Regions from separate parts of the Oryctolagus cuniculus genome. Here region 1 is linked to region 2. The links are chromatin contacts, called in public Micro-C maps. All regions are on one chromosome and are shown on one strand. Each heading gives the region's core, a stretch centred on a gene start, on an enhancer-like site or on the middle of the called end of the contact. The rest is flanking DNA. Distances are from core to core; before and after follow the strand shown.

What was found. A called contact is a pair of places that touch in the nucleus more often than the background predicts.
Region 1: a Micro-C map of ear pinna shows a contact between it and region 2, with 4 times the contacts expected there. The contact joins the promoter of LETM2 here to the promoter of BAG4 in region 2. A contact is called at or near these places in 3 of 6 Hi-C or Micro-C datasets (ear pinna, psoas muscle and an unstated tissue).

What each region holds. Positions count from the first base shown.
Region 1 is chr2:88,125,700-88,130,395 of mOryCun1.1, reverse strand. It overlaps LETM2 (leucine zipper and EF-hand containing transmembrane protein 2), which reads right to left and starts at 1,414. Exons shown (of 10, transcript XM_070068558.1): 1 at 1,391-1,414. It overlaps NSD3 (nuclear receptor binding SET domain protein 3), which reads left to right and starts at 1,018. Exons shown (of 24, transcript XM_051832336.2): 1 at 1,018-1,273.
Region 2 is chr2:87,914,372-87,918,776 of mOryCun1.1, reverse strand. It overlaps BAG4 (BAG cochaperone 4), which reads right to left and starts at 2,920. Exons shown (of 5, transcript XM_002720783.5): 1 at 2,327-2,920. The coding sequence starts at 2,599. It overlaps LSM1 (LSM1 homolog, mRNA degradation associated), which reads left to right and starts at 2,718. Exons shown (of 4, transcript XM_002720784.5): 1 at 2,718-3,178. The coding sequence starts at 3,133. It overlaps LOC138848512 (a long non-coding RNA gene), which reads left to right and starts at 4,156. Exons shown (of 2, transcript XR_011386370.1): 1 at 4,156-4,283.

The DNA of each region.
Region 1 (4,696 bases), core at 165-2,664, 210 kb before region 2:
GCGCGGGGTCCCCGGGGTTACCTGCGCGGCTGGCCCGTCGCCACCGGGTGCAAAGCGCGCCCGCGGCTTCCGCAGCCAGCGGCTCTCGTGCGCGTGGCGTGTTTGGTGTGTGTGTGTGTGTTCTGGGGGGAGGTCAGTAGGTGGATGGTGTGGCGTGTGTGGGTGTGTGTATTTTGGGGGGCGGTCAGTAGGTGTATGGCTGCGGTGTTGGTTTGATGGTGCGGGGCGTGTTTGGTGTGTGTATGTGTGCGTATGTGTTTGGTGTGAGTATGGGTGGATGGGTGTGTGTGTGTTGGGGGCGGTCAGTAGGTGGATGGCTGCGGTGTTGGTTTTATGGTGCGGGGCGTGTTGGGTGTGGGCGTGGGTGTGTTTGGTGGGTGGGTGGGTGTGTGTTGGGGGGCGGTCAGTAGGTGGATGGCTGCGGTGTTGGTGTTTGGTGCGGGGTTGGGCCAGGAGCAGGAACTAGGACGCTGGTACGTGACCGGGGACCGCGGGGTGCGGAAGAGAAAGCGGGCAGGCAGGCGGGGCGCCCACGTCTCCGGGCGGGGTGGGGGGCGAGGTCCAGTGCCAAGGAAGGCGAGGGGTGAGGCCGGCCACACCGGGACCCCTGGGCGGTGGTGGGCGAGGGGGCGGGCTCCGGAGGGGCAAAGACTCGGCCCTGCACCCCTACCTCCTCGGCCTGGCTCCCGGGGACGGCCCGCTCAGTCCTCCCAGGGCCCCCCACGCTAGAAGGGCCCGAAGCCGGTCTCCACGGCTCCACCTCTCGCCCTGTGACGTCACTGAGTGACGACACCGCCCGCCAATGAGCTCTCGGCTGCCGGGGAGGGCGACCTCGGCCGTCGCACCTCCGGGGCGGCCAGGCGGCGGTCCCGTGGGCTGCGGGACTTCTCTGCCGGGTCCGGTACACGGAGCGCAGGTGCGGGGGGCTCCGGCACCAACGTCTTTCCGTCTGCACACGCTTGTGTGGGCCGACGAGGGCGGACCGAAGCCGCTCTTAGCGGCGCGGAGTATGACAGTCGCCATGGGAACCACACGGCGTCACCAAAGACGTCATGATGTGGTCCCCCTGCACCCCGAGAGTACCTAGGGGTCCGAGCGGGTGGGGGGACGAGGAGGACACCCTTCTCCCGCGGCGTGCTGCAGTCTTCACGTGGAAGCCCGAAGTCCACTAAGGGAATTCGCTCTGCAAGTGTGACAGGTGTTGCTTATGCTCGGTAACGCGCGTGGAAGTCTCAGCGGCGAAGGCGTGCACGAGATGACGCACGCCCCGCAGGTTTGGGGGGCACGGCCACTGAGCCATCTGGACGGATTCTGCTTCTTGTTACCTTTACCCATCCATTTCCTTTTATTTTCATTTTGTTTGAAAGGAAGAGAGACAGAGACCTCCCACCTGCCTGTTCGCTCCCCGAGTGCCAGACATGTTGGGGCTGCGCCAGGCTGGAGCCAGGCAGGGGCCCGGAACTCCATCCGGATCTCCCTCGAGGGTGCAGGGCCCAGGCACCTGAACTGCCGCCGCCTGCTGTCTCCCAAGCGCGGGCCTGGGGCCAGGCGCTCCGCTCCGGCCCTTCTGCTAGGCGCCGGCCTCTCTCCCCAGACGCCGCGGAGGCGCCTTCTCCCGGAGAGCGCGCCCCACAGTGTGCGAGCTGAGCGCAGGCGCTGCTCACCCGGCGGCTCGCGGGCTCGTGTTACCGCTCGGGACTCTCCCGGCGTCTTCGGCTGAGCCACTGGGGCTCCGCTGTCCTTACGCAGGCAGCGAGCTTTCCGGCGTGGCCACTAGAGGGCCCTTGGTGCATGCCCGATGTCCCCCTTCCATACGGAAAGATTTCATTTCACGTTCCGTGTTTACTACAGTCGGGATCCACGAAGGTGTCTCCCTGTACCTTCCCCCTCCTGAAAACTCCTGATGGTAAATTCTGAGCTCGGCAAGAGAGCTGTAAACTTGGCATGCACTTTCGTAAGTTAATCACGGCACCACCATACAGGTACTCGCAGTTTTCTGGAAAAGATCATAAAAGGGTGCAAAAATACGTCTCTCAGTTCCCTGGGAGACATTTTATACCGGGAAATATTCTTATTCATGTGTTGTATTCGCTTACAACCAGGCAACCATCGAGAATCATTAAGTATTCATAAACCAGATGAATGACTCAAGCCCAGTCTTTGAAAGATGAGCTGGTTTTCTTTGCAGCCATATGTCAGCAATCCTGTTCTAAAACGGGAAGGGTTAAAGCCCCTTCTCACTGAAATCCATTCCTTCAAAAAGCAATGCTCCCTTCTCCTGTTTTCAGGCTTCTTAATTTCTTGGACTTTCAGGATAAGTGATTTACCATATGAGAGTTTCTGTATATAATTTTCAGAAGCCAAAAAATTTCCTTTCCTCCATAACTCTACCTCTGAGAATTGTGTTCGATTTCTGTCTTAATTAAATTTGCTCCTTTTTTTGGCCGGCGCTGCGGCTCACTAGGCTAATCCTCCGCCTTGCGGCGCCGGCACACCAGGTTCTAGTCCCAGTCGGGGCTCCAGATTCTGTCTCCGTTGCCCCTCTTCCAGGCCAGCTCTCTGCTGTGGCCTGGGAGTGCAGTGGAGGATGGCCCAAGTGCTTGGGCCCTGCACCCCATGGGAGACCAGGAGAAGCACCTGGCTCCTGCCTTCGGATCAGCGCAGTGCACCGGCCGCAGCGGCCATTGGAGGGTGAACCAACGGCAAAAGGAAGACCATTCTCTCTGTCTCTCTCACTGTCCACTCTGTCAAAAAAAAATTTTTTTTGCTCTTTTTAATGGAGCAGAGTAAGCATGTTCATAATCCCATAATTGTTACATGCTGAAGATATATTTTTGTCTATTTTTTAAAAACATTTATTTTCATCTACTTGAAAGGCAGAGCAATGGGTGGTGAGAGAGAGAGGATCTTTCATTCCCTGGTTCACTCCCCAAACACCCCCTAACAGCTAGGTCTGGGCCAGGCTGAAGCCAGGAGCCTGGAAGGTCATCTGGGTCTCCCATGTGGATGGCAAGGGCCCATGTACTTGAGCAATCCTTTGCTGCCTCAATGGCAGGAACCCAGATCAGAAGCGGAGCAGCCCAGACTTGAGCCAGGCACTCTGCCCTTGAATGCAGACAACCCAAAGGCAGTTCAACCTGTGTACCACATTGCTTGTACCTAAATTATTATTTTCATGGCCATTTCCTAAATATGGCTCCACCTAAAATATTAAATTTTCTAAAATTTGGAAGAAGAGACTATGCGTGTACTTCACATATTTCTTTAAAAATGATTTATTTATTTGAAAGGCAGAGATACAGGGAGAGGAGAAAGAGAAGTGACAAAAGGGAGAGAGAGATCTTCCGTCGACTGGTTCACTGCCCAAATGGCTGCAATGGCCCAGGCTGGGCCAGGCTGAAGCCAGAAGCCAGGAGCTTCTTCCAGGTCTTCCATGTGTGTGCAGGGGCTCAAGGACTTGGGCCATCTTTTCCAGACACATCAGCAGGGAGCTGGATGGGAAGTGGAGCAGCCAGGACTTGAACAGGTGGCCAGGACTTGAACAGCCATCCAAATGGGCAGCGGCTTACCCTTCTATGCCACAGCGCCAGCCCCAACATAATTTAAAATTCCAAACTCTTGTTCTGGGCATGATTAGAAGCAGGCCAGTATAAAAATCTTCGAGAACAACTTACCTGATTCTTTTTAAGGGGGAAATCCCGGTATTAAGTCACAGCAACAGCTTATCAGTAAAGCAAAGACAGAGAGGGTGCAAAGAGTAAGAGGGAGACAGAACCATAGAAAAAGAAAATAAAATATAGACCTTCTCCCAGGAGGTAGAATAAAACCAGGCCCAGGTGTTTCTCTATGGCCATTTTTTTTTAAATAACAAATAAAAATGTGCTTTTATCGATTCCTTTAGCTTTAATAGTATTACGAACTCTAATCAGTTTCACCCTTAGTATTGACAGAGTTATTATTATTTTTGTAACTAACACCTATTTAGTGCCCATGAAAATTAGCGATCTGTAGAGATCGTCTCTTATTTCAGTGCACTTAATAGGTAAAGCTACCAGGACCGTCTTGCAGTGGCTGCCAACAGATCCGCGGCACGCTCCCGTCTCCACAGAGTGTGACGTCAAGCAGCGAGGTGGCTTTAATATTCCCAGAACAGAGAGCCACGGGTGTCCTCCTGCGATCGCTTCCCGCCCGCGCGTTCCCGTCCCGAGTCAGCACCCCCGGGCTCCGGGAAACGCACCCCGCGGCACCCACCTAGGACCCGCCATTGTCTCCCACGTCCGCGGCCGGCGCGGGCACCCCAGAGGCGCGCCCCCCGGCCGGACACGCCGCCCTCACAGCGCCCGGGCGGCCGGCGGGGGCCCCGGCACGTGACGGGCCCCGAGTCCGCGGGGTCCCGGCAGGCCGCTGACGTCCTCCGGGCTACCCACAAGCCTCCGGGCGGGCAGGAAGGCGGCGCGCGCCGCCGGTGCCGGCCCGGGCGGTCGGGGCGCTTCCCGGGCGGCACCGAGACGCCGCCGCCGGCTTCCCACACTCACGCCCACCGCCGAATGCCACACGGACCCCGGGGCTTCCCGATGTAGCCGCCCCACACACAGCCCCGGAAGAGCAGGAAGCCATTCCCCCTGACAGCTGTCGGGCTGGAGGCAGCCGAGGGGGACGCTCGGAAAGCATCCCCGACTCTCTCTCTCCACCGGGC
Region 2 (4,405 bases), core at 1,671-4,170:
AAGCCCAAGAGAAGCAAGCCATCAGTTTGAAGTCCTTTCTTTTTCCCTTCAACTGATCTTTGATCTAATTTGGCTGCTTCTCTAGGGCAGGCATTTCATCACTGAACCACGGAAGTCCCATGGCTCACTCAGTCCAGCTCCAGGCAAAGACAATAAGGATCTTTCTTTACAATTAACTTCTACCTGTGACACATTTCTCATAAAAAATTTTACTGAGACATAATTAACATATCATAAAACTCATCCTTTTAAAACGTACAATTCTATGACTTTCAGTCTACTCAAAGTTGTGCAATCATCACTACTAATTTTAAAACATTTCATCAACCCAAAAAAGAAACCCTAGAGGCAGGCAGGCCCTTAGTGCAACAGTTAGGACACTGCTTGGGACGCCCACATGCCATATCAGAGTATCTGGGTTCAAGTTCCAGGTCCTCACCCAATTCCAGCTTCCTGCTAATGTGTACCGTGGAAGGCTGAGCAGGTAATGGAGACCCAGACTGAGCAACCGGCTTTGGCCTGGCCCAGCCCCAGCTGTTGCAGGCATCTGTGGAGTAAATCAGCCAATGGGAGACCTCTGCCTGCCTGCCTGCCTGCCTTTCAAAGAAAATAGTAATAATAATTACAGCATAGTGGGTTAAAACTCTGTTTAGGATACCCACATCCCATACCAGGGTGCCTGTGATGAAGCCCCACCTCCACACCCAATCCAGCACCCTGTGCAGCATACTCTGGATGGCAACAGATGATGGTTTAGTACCTGGGTCCCTGCTAACCATTCAAAAGACTCCCACTGAGTTCTGGGCTTTAGCTTCAGACTGGCCCAGTCCTAGCGACTGCGGGCATTTGGGGAGTAACCAACGAACAAAGATATCTCTCTCTCTCTCTCTCTCTGTCACTGCTTTTCTAATAAATAAAAATAAATGAACTTTAAAAAATATCCCACATGCTCTCCAACGCCTCTAGTCCCCCAACACCTCTACAGATATGCCTACTCTGGACATCTCATGTAAATGGAATTATACAACATGCATTCTGGGACTGGTTTCGCTCACATGGTGTGATGTTTTCATACTTCATTTACGTTGCAGCATGTCTCAGTATTTCATTTCTTCATATGGCCAAGTAACATTGCATTCTATGAATATGCCACATGTTGTGTATCCACTCATCAGCTGATGGACAACTGAGTGATCTCCCGTTTGGCTGTTTTGAACAACGGTGCTTCAAATATGCTCATACAAGTCTCTACAGGGATATGTTTTCAGTTCTCAAGTGGATATACAGCTAACTGGACTTGCTGGGTTACATACTAACTCTATACTTCATGTTTTGTGGAATTGTCAAACCATCTTCCAAAACACTGTGCCATTTTATTTATCTATTTTTAAAGATTTTTAAAATGTATTTCAAAGCCAGAGTAACAGAGGAGCGATCTGCCATCTGACATTCACTCCCCAAATGGCCACAACACCCAGGTCCGGCCCAGGCCAAAGCCAGGAGCCAGGAACTCCATCTGTGTCTCCCACAGGAGTGGCGGCGGCTCAACCCCTTGGGCCATCTTCTGATGCCTTCCAAGGCAGATCAGCAAGAAGCTGGATCCCAAGCTGAGCACCGCCGGGACTTGACCAGCAACAACCCAGGATACTGCCGCATTTTACATTCCCACCGGCGATGTATTACATTTTCAACAAAAGAGGATGTTACTATTCCTGAACCAACACAGCGGCGAGACTCCGCAGCCCCCTCCTCAGAATACTGCACTAACAAAAACAGAGGTGTAGTTCGGGCCGGACTAGAAAGAACACAGTGCTACGGGACCAAGTGCGTTTAAGCGAGTTCATCTCTCAGAGACTTATCTGCAAATAGGGATGCAGTAAATGGCATTGGCCTTGCAGTCCTTGGGAAGATCAAATACAGCAGTCTACGCAAAGGTGTTTTTACAACGCGGGCTAGCAGGGAGTCAGCCCTGGGCAAGGCAGTAAGGGCAAAGGCTAAACGCCCAGACTGCCCCCTCACTCGGTTCCTTCTCCGCTCCGTGCCGGAGGGGCTGCGGCCGCTTCCCTCGCCGGGGAGCCCGGTCGCGGAGCCACGCAGGAGGGGCAGGGCCGTGCCACTCCAGCCCCCAACACCCCGCGCCAAGTCGGCCTTCGCCCTTTTTTTTTTTTAACTGTACCAGTCTTCGTCTCTCCAATACCCCACGCCATAAGGAAAACAAACACGAAACCAGATCCAGGACGAACCCCAGATGCAGACCAATCCCAATGGCTGTCATCACCCAAAGACCACCCCCCCAACCCCACCGCATCCCCTCCGGGACACAGACCTGGTGGCTTCCTCCGGCCCGACCCGAATCCGACCAGGCGCCTCCCGTGGGATAGTAGCCATCGCCTCCTCCGCCTTCTCCAGGCCAGGTGGTCTCGGCCGGGCCGCCCCCGCGCACCCGCCAGGAAATGGGAGGCTGAGGAGGCTCCGGGCGAAGGTGAGGATACAAGGGTGGAGGCGGGTGCACTGGCACATCTCCACCTCCCGGCCCATAGTAGCGGCCGTAGGACGGACCGTCACTGGGGCCGTAGCCCGAGCGCCTCAGGGCCGACATGGGCTCCGCTGCCCCCAAGAGCTTCCCGCCCCCCACGGCCGGCCTACTGCGCAGGCGCCTGGGGCGAGGGGGCGTGGACGACAACAGCCAATCCCAGGCAGGTCCCGCCCCCTCTGCCGCCGAACCCCGGAAGTTGAGGGGAGGAAGCCGATGACTCCGGGGCTCCGGGAGGAGGAAACCCAAGGGGAGGCACCGTGTTCCTTAAGAGAGTAGGCACATTTTTCTCCCACAGTCTAGCTAATGCAGATTCCTCCTTCTCCCTACTCCTCAGGGACTGGGAAATGGTGTCTCCGGGACCGCTCGACTGCCCCGCCTCTTCCTGGAGATGGGCACGTGATACCGGAAGTGGGTGGGAGTGAAATGAAGGGGTTTCCGGCGGGCCCCCGGCGGCTGAAAGCCGGGGCTCAGGTGCTGGCCCGGGTCGGGGTTTGTGTCCCGATCCCGCCGAGGCGGCGACTTCAGCGGGGGGAAGGAGTTGTTGGAGGCGCTGGTTCGCCGCTGCTCGCTGCCTGGCAGCCTTATCTTAGCTCAAGATGAACTATATGCCCGGCACCGCCAGCCTCATCGAGGACATCGACAGTGAGTAGCCCAGCGGAGCCTGGGGCGAGACCCTCCCTCCTCCCGGGCCGGGGGTGCTGTGTTCTGAGCTCCGTGCGCGCTCCCAGGGGCCCGGGGCCCACCGCGTGGCCGCCCCTCCGCCTCTCTCCAGCCTCTCCCAGGCTCTCCGCCTGGGGAGCCACGAGCTGCGTGTGTCGCGCCGCGGAGGTCCCGGTGCACCGGCTCCCGCCTGCTGTGTTTGGAGGTGCCAGGTTGTTAACCCCTGCTCGGACGCGAACGCTTGCGTGGAAAGAATTCCTCAGAGCAGGAAACAGCGGGCGGGAGGGATAATCGGGAAAGGCTAATTAACGGGCTCTAAGTTAGGGTCAGCAGTCAGAAGTGCTGGTGTTCCTTTCCTGCTATAAAGGTGATGGTGCTCGTGCATGACGACAGTGTGGTGAAGATTTTTCTTGTATTAAAAAAAAAAAAAGGATTTTGAAGGTTTCCACCACAAGGAGAGATTATAGGTATTTGAGGACCTAGATTTGTTTACCCTGATTCGAGCTTTACACAATGTATGTGTTTATCCATGCATCATACATTATCCATGGATGCGTATAATGTGTATGGATCAGTTATATATGGATCAGAGAGGGGCCTGCGCTGTGGCGTAGCGGGGAAAGCCGACATCTTCAGTGCCAGCATCCCATATGGGCGCCGGTTCGAGTCCCTGCTGCTCCTCTCCCTATCCAGCTCTCTGCTGTGGCCTGGGAAAGCAGTAGGAGATGGTCCAGGTTCTTGGGCCCCTGCACCCACGTGGGAGACCCGGAGGAAGCTCCTGGCTCCTGGCATCGGATCAGTGCAGCTCTGGCCGTTGCGGCCAATTGGGGAGTGAACCAGCAAATGGAAGACCTGTCTGTCTCTCTCGCTCGCTCGCTCTCGCTCTGCCTCTCCTTCTCTCTGTGTGTAACTCTTTCGAACAAATAAATAAATCTTTTTTTTTTTTTTTTTTTTGACAGGCAGAGTGGACAGTGAGAGAGAGAGACAGAGAGAAAGGTCTTCCTTTGCCGTTGGTTCACCCTCCAGTGGCTGCCAGGGCCGGCATGCTGCGACTGGCTCACCTCGCTGATCCGAAGCCAGGAACCAGGTGCTTTTCCTGGTCTCCCATGGGGTGCAGGGCCCAAGCACCTGGGCCATCCTCCACTGCACTCCCGGGCCACAGCAGAGAGCTGGACTGGAAGAGGGGCAACCAGGACAGAATCCGGCGCC